Regions from separate parts of the Danio rerio genome. Here region 2 is linked to region 1. A link is a contact called in public HiCAR-type data. All regions are on one chromosome and are shown on one strand. The core of a region is the stretch at or near the end of the contact, and the rest is flanking DNA. Distances in the headings are between cores, read along the strand shown. Region 1 holds the start of krt8 (keratin 8). Region 2 holds the start of krt18a.1 (keratin 18a, tandem duplicate 1).

Region 1 (3,596 bases), core at 302-2,801:
GTAAATGAGATGGGTTTTGTTTTTACTGTAATAACTTTATTATAAAATGTAAAATACTATATACTGTATTATTTAATACAAAGCAATGTTTTGTAGTCATTTTTAAATATTATTAAATAAATTAGGAAATCACCCATGGCAACTATATTTACCTTCGGCCCACTAGCCTCAATCAAGATTGATTTTTGGCCCTTTGTAAGAAAAAGTTTGGGCGCCCCTGATCTAACCTTATCATCCAGCCTCCCCTGTATCATAAAATATCACAGCACTTGCCAAAACTCAAGCCTAATAAGAGCCTCATCATTTTAAACCGTGTTTTAAAAAGCAAACCTCTGGTTATTTAACCATTAACACAGCACGAACATAAACCTGGCTAACTTTATGAGGCCTTTGGAATTCAAGGGGCTTCAGGTCCTTAGAGCTGGGTTTTAAAACCTGTCAAGTATTGCTTTACTGAGGCTGAGAAACTATTGGTGGTCCAGTTTCAGGTAGGACTGTTCCTGCTTGTCAAGTTAAATATTACATACTATCATATTCCGCTTAAATATCCATGTGTTTATGCTGTAATCATACACTGTAAAGCCCAAAAAGTTAAGGTAACTCAAACCATTTGAGAAAACCGATTGCAACAAACCATTTAAGTTCAAAAACTAATCCTAATGAGTGCCGTGAACTTAATCCATTTGAGTAAACAAATACATTTTAGCACACTAAAGCTTAATAAATGAAGAGTACCCAAACCGTTTGAGGAAACCAATTGCTACAAACCATTTGAGTAAAAATAAAAACTGTGTTCTGAAAACAAAAACTTTTTTCAAATGAGTAGAATTAACTTTCAGTAAATTTTGAGTTAACTACACTCATTTCATTTAATAAAGTTAAGTGTTGGGTGTTATAGTGTAATATTTATAGTAGAGAATGCCTCATATCTAAAGCTAGTTGGCTGCTGTAGGTAATGATAAAGCATAACTGGAAGCCACATGTTCCTCTTTGTACAGCTTCAAGTGCTGAGAGTTAAAATATTTGAGCTGTCAAAGGTTTAGAGTGAAATTCAAAGCCCTCCAGATGTCTTATTTGAATAGGCAAATCAATAGATGCATGCTAGTTCAGTGTGAACATTCATTGCCTTGTAGATCCTGGCCTTGCATTGAAGGATTTCAATACTAATGTTTAATTTTACTGACATACAACGTTTTAAAATGTTGGTATTTTGGCTTTTATTAAAAGTGTGATTCATTTTGTACAAAATAAAACAAGGTATATTAACTTGAACAAACTGAGGGAGGGTCACTAGTTTTTCAAGCACTTAATTATCCCAGAAAATGTCTGTTTCTGGTCATATTGAATTACAAAAAAGATCCATGTACTGGTTAGACTAGGAATGCAGGACAATGTTGGATTGAATTTCAGCCACACCCACCTTCTACACCTAAACACCGACCAATCAGACCCCTCCTTTGGCTCCACCCACTCCGTGTCCAGCGCATAAAGAGCAAGACAGAGTCAGCCGTTCTCTCTATCTGCTCGAGTTTCTCCAGCACAGCAGACAAGGCTCATATCTGCTGCTCTCGCTCCCCCTTTGCTCCAGGTCATTCTCTACAAGACAGAAAACACACAAGGCAGGATGTCCACCTACAGCAAGAAAACCAGCTACACCGTCAAGTCTTCTTCCTCTGGATCTATCCCACGCAACTTCAGCAGTTTGTCTTACTCCGGTCCCAGCATGAGCCGGCAGAGCTACAGTGCACGCAGCTCCTATGGAGGTGTCAATCGGGGCATGGGAGCTGGAATGGGAGGTGGTAGTGGCTTCATCTCTAGCTCTTCAGCCTACGGTCTTGGCATGGGCATGGGTACCGGAATGGGTGCAGGAGTTGTGGCACCAATTCAAGCAGTCACCGTCAACAAGAGCCTCCTGGCACCTCTGAATCTGGAGATCGACCCCAACATCCAAATTGTCCGCACCCAGGAGAAAGAGCAAATCAAGACCCTCAACAACCGCTTCGCTTCCTTCATTGACAAGGTAGGTTTGACATTTCTTTTTTTGGAGTTACACAAGTGGTCAGTATGGTCAGAAAAGTGGAAAAACTGACTGCGTTCTTGCTTAAAAAGTCTGTAAAAGTTAGTCTAGAGTGGAACAGAAACTATATATTGGGTTTAAACACTTGAGAAAGTAAGGGCGAGTAGAAAAGGGTGTGTGCATGGTCAGAGTGTGATGGCTTTTCATTTAAATGAGATGCCTTGAGGCGCTTCTGAAACCCTTCTGAAGAGTCCACACCCAAAAAAGGACGCCCTGCAGGACCTGAAACCTGTTTTATACATCTTATCATTACAAGCCATGCATTACATTTCCAGAATCCAAACAAAATGTACAATCAACTAAATGTCACATTCTTTTGTAGTTAATATTTAATTTGAAGAACCAGGGTCATGTGCTGGATAGTACTAGATAGATTACGTAACAGCAAGGCAACAAGAAGAGGAAATATTCTGTCACACATTTAGCTCTTAAGTATTTATGTCCTTCCTCTTAATTATAATAGTCTCCTTTGCCTTGCATTATTTGATTAACGCTCCATCTGTTTTGAATATGACAGATGATCAGTAAAGTCAGCTGGCTCAGTGACACTTTTACTGTAACCTAGTTGTGTGTTCAATGTTCACCTCGAGCTGTTAAAGTCTTATCATGGTATTATTTGCTCTCCGCCTGTCGTTTACACACTCCTTTAAAGGACTACAGGAGATCAGAGCTGGTATCTTCCTGCTATCACTTAAATATTAACTGAGTGGATCAAAACTTCTTTGATAGTCTCATTTCAGTCTATAAAAAGAGATATAGTTATCCATACTAATGTCCTACTGGAATATGCGTCACCATTTCCAGAAGGGGGGGGCATTACAAACTGAAAACACATGCATCCCTTGTTATTTAAGGAAAACAGTGCTTTCCTTTGTGAAGATCACTTAACCACACAAGCAATATGTTGGCATATGGTTGCACTTCTAGAACCCTGATTCTAAATTGCCTCTGCAGCATCGGTCTGGGGGTGGGGTTACTTTCTGAAGTTGCACTTACTTCCAAGTATGGTTTTCATTTGTGCCTGGATTGAGACAAAACCTTTATTCTCATTCTGCCAATGTAGGTACGTTTCCTGGAACAGCAGAATAAGATGCTGGAGACTAAATGGAGCCTGCTCCAGAACCAGACAGCCACACGCTCCAACATCGATGCCATGTTCGAGGCCTACATCGCCAACCTGCGCAGACAGCTCGACAGCCTTGGCAATGACAAAATGAAGCTGGAGGCCGACCTGCACAACATGCAAGGTCTCGTTGAGGACTTCAAAAACAAGTGCGTAAAAGTCTCATATTGGTTAAAACCTGGTCAAAGAAGGCTTTAGTGGTGTACTTCGTAGAATAAAAGAGGAAAGGCAAGGGAAAACTTGTTTTAAGGTCTGATGGGAATAGACATAATTCATAATCCAACAGGGTTTTAGGCAACTGATACACAACCATAGTCACTCCCTATACTTGCCCATTGCCCAGCCTTTTTCAGATTTGAATCATATCATAGGCATTTCACTGAATAACATAATATA
Region 2 (3,767 bases), core at 10-2,509, 91 kb before region 1:
CTACATAGTCTCTAAAGAATGAAAAATCAATCATTCTGATAACAGCGTCTGCTTATCAGTGACATTAGTTTTAAAAGTCAGCTTCAAGGTGTGAAACTGACCCTAATGGGTATTTTATCATTAGCAGTATCTGCTTTATGAACTCAAACCTTTCAAGATTAGCACTCATTTAGTACATGAAAGAAGTTGGCTATGTTTGTAATTTCTCTAAGATAGCTCAGACTGCGTTTTCAGGAAAGTCTCACATCTGGTCGCATTTTGTCCTGTCTGAACTCCCTCAGCTTTTCCATTTCCCTGATGACACACACAGACGCTAAAACATCTCAGTTTCCAAACTAATCCATCCTCAGGGAACAAACAAACATCTGTATGTGTAAAAAGACAATGATAAACACAGGACGGAGATGCTTACTCACCGGAAAACCGGCTGTAAGCAGAATTTACAACAGCCGTCCCGTAGAGAGAAACCACCCCCTCCCCCATGCCTTCCCCTCTTTTCAGTTTCACCCATAGTTTTTTTTTTTTTTTGGTTGTTTGCCAATCAGTGCTGACCATCAGTAAACTCTCACTCAACCCTTTTAAATCAAGCCAACATTAAACGACAATGAAATGCTTTTGTTTTGTTACTTTATGTCTTGAAGCCCAATAAACATCCCCTAGACTGTTAATAAACATAACCCAGCACAATTAGACTGTCACATTAAGTTCTTTATAGAGGCCATAAAGCTTCTCCTGGCGTTTCCCACTCACCTTCTTGCGCAGCTCATCAACGATTGGCTGGAAGCGGCTGTAGTCGTGGACATCAGGACCTCTCTTCTCTAGGGCCTCCCGGATCTTCAGCTCCAGCTTGCTGTTGGCCTGCTCCAGGATCCTCACTTTCTCCAGATAGGAGGCCAGACGGTCGTTCAGGTTCTGCATGGCCATCTTCTCATTGCCCATGATCTCGCCTGTGCTACCACTTGCACTCACTTGGATGGAGCTGGACATCGAGGGAACTCCCAGTCCACTGCGGACTCCTGAGTAGGAGGCAGAGGAGATGCGGGTTCCTTGGCCTCCAGCGCCACCGTAGATGCTCGCAGCCCTGTAAGTCGGCACATTGGTGGTGCGCTTGATAGACACCTGGGACACTGGCACCTGGGAGGTGGAGGAACGCACGCTGTAGCTTGTTCTCAGACTCATGGTCGCTGGTGTAAGTGAGCAGACGAGTGAATGAAGGCCTGGAGAGAGGTAGAGCTCAGTAACACAGCAGAGCAGAGCACAGGACATGAGACACACTCGCTGGGTTTATGAACACGCAGCTCTTGGATAATCCCGCCCTGAGCCCCTCCCCACAGCCAATCACATTTCAACAGGTCTTGCAAGCGGCCCTGCGGGTTCTCAGAATGAATGCCTTTAGTAAGTTTGTTATTACAAGTGGCTCCGTTTTCTCTGTATGAAATGTTCTTAGCATCTGGAGTTTTTTTTGTTTGGAGGTTTTTTAATTATGCAGTCAAGTTATTATCTAAATATTTGAACATCGTTGATATACATCTCTCTGATAAAGATGTACTAAGCTAAAACTACTCTTACTTTAAAGTTTTATACTTTACCATCAGTTAACTAGTTTTTTTTAATCATGAAACAAGACTCAGCAATGCTTTTAACAACTGTGAAAACTGAAATGAAGCTGCTGTAAAACCCAACAATCAACTTTATCAAATGAAATTAGTGTAGGTAACTCAAAATATACTGAAAGTTAATTCTACTCATTTTAAACGAGCTTTGAACTCAGTGTTGAAGGTAATGAATACCATACTCATTACTTCACTTTAAATGGAGTAAGTTCACAGTACGCATATAGATTAGTTTTTAGCTCAAATAGTTTGTAGCAGTCGGTTTACCTAAACGGTTTGAGTTGCCTTTACTTATTAGGTTTTACAGTTCTCAGTTGTTTTGATTTCCCTTCATTTTATTTGGTTTTACACAGTAAAAAGTAATTATTTACTTAAAACAAGTTTACTAATTGCTTTAAAAGCAACAAGTTGACTTTACAAAAATAATGTAAGTAATCCTATTGTAACTTGGAACCGTTAAGGTGTCTTAATTTTTATAATTATGCTAATTATACTTACTTTTTTAAGTCAAAAAATCCCTTTTTACAGTCTCAGACTATTTAAGCACGTCTGTTTTCACATAATTAATGAAGTTATTACAATATTACATAGTTGGTGCTTCATTAAGTCTAGAAAATCTATAGCCTGTATTAAATTTAGAAGACACACTGGAGTCTGGAAGAGCAGATTTATTTTAGTTACTGAATGTTATTTTAGATACAGAAAAGCTGGGGCAAAAAAACAAACATGATAAAGGTGTATTGGAAAAAACTGATTAGTTTACTTTTATTTAAAAAGTAAATACAATTTGCATAATTGTAAAAAATTAAATCAACTTAATAGTTTCAGGTTACAATGGGTTTACTTACATTATTATATTTAAGTCAATGTGTTGCGTTTAAAGTTATTTAAGGTTTACTTGCTTTAAGTAACTAATCACTTTTTACACTGGGCTCAAATTGTTTCGTGTACTCAAATTGATTAAGTTCACCCTACTCATATAGATTTGTTTTGTGAACTCAAACGGTTTGTAGCAATCGCTTTCCTCAAATGATTTGAGTTGCCTTAACTAATTGGGTCTTACAGTACTCAGTTGGTTTGAGTTCTCTTCATTTATTGGGTTTTACTGTGTTCAAATTGCTTCATGTACTCAAATGGATTAAGTTCACAGCACTCTTTAGGATTAGATTTTGAACTTTAATGGATTGTTGCAATCGGTTTCCTGAATTGGATTGAGTTACCGTAACTTTTTGGGTTTTAAGTTGTGTTTCAACTTCATCAATGTTCTTATCTTCATCAAAACTTCATCTATGTTAAGCTGTTTAGGCAATATCAACATTGTAAAAGTGCTATAGAAATAAAAACGATTTTAATTAAAACTTAATAATAATTAGCATTACTTGTGAAATTGTATCATAAATATACTAATGTACTATAAAACCTTTTTACGCTAAATCAGAGATTTATATTTGCTGTAAATAAATCTATCATTAAAGAACAAAACTTTTATTACTATCAATTAATGTTAATTTATAAACACTTTAGTAACTTTAAGTACTTTAACTGATCATAACTTAATGTACAACACTTTAAAAATTGATAGTTATTTCTGAATAATACACGTAATTAATAAATAATTTCTCTTGTCAGTTTGCAGTTACAAATTCATTAATGTTAGCATTTGTTTTAAACTGTTTCTGCTTGTTAACACAACTCTTGTGTTAGGAAATGTCATTTTTTATTAGTATGAAATATACCTGCACTATTAAGTAACTCTCTTACAGTAAAATCCAAACTTGTTAGACACTCCCGTTGGGAAACCATTATGTTTTGCAATTTTTCGACTCCTTTTTTTTCATCACATACTGTAAAGCGAAAAAACAAATCAAGTTGCTGCAAGCTGTCTGTCTTATCTCATCTTTCTCTGTTACCAAAAAGCTGCCAAAAATGAAGAGTTTAAGGTTACGACCAGTTTCTAGTTGTGATATCTGATCACCAAAAAGGGTTTTCCTGCCTGCCACGCCTGTTAAAGGATGTGTGAACAAAGGAACAATTAGTCTGGCTCCTGAGTACACACACATGTACGGACAAAGAAAAGAGTTAATCACTGAAACCTATCTAGATCCCCCTAGTTTTAAATCTCTTCAGATTCAAATAGATCCAATGCATGCACTC

Evidence for each region. HiCAR-type assays count read pairs that join an accessible place to other places.
Region 2: a contact with region 1 is called in a HiCAR-type map of caudal fin, with 7 times the contacts expected there. The contact joins the promoter of krt18a.1 here to the promoter of krt8 in region 1. A contact is called at or near these places in 4 of 18 Hi-C or Micro-C datasets (caudal fin, embryo, hematopoietic stem cells and 1 more) and 3 of 4 datasets of contacts at active chromatin or transcription factors (caudal fin, embryo and gastrula embryo).

The regions. Positions count from the first base shown.
Region 1 is chr23:10,369,501-10,373,096 of GRCz12tu, reverse strand. krt8 (keratin 8) reads left to right here and starts at 1,551. Exons shown (of 9, transcript NM_200080.2): 1 at 1,551-2,020; 2 at 3,141-3,349. The coding sequence starts at 1,625.
Region 2 is chr23:10,460,530-10,464,296 of GRCz12tu, reverse strand. krt18a.1 (keratin 18a, tandem duplicate 1) reads right to left here and starts at 1,259. Exons shown (of 7, transcript NM_178437.2): 1 at 751-1,259. The coding sequence starts at 1,179.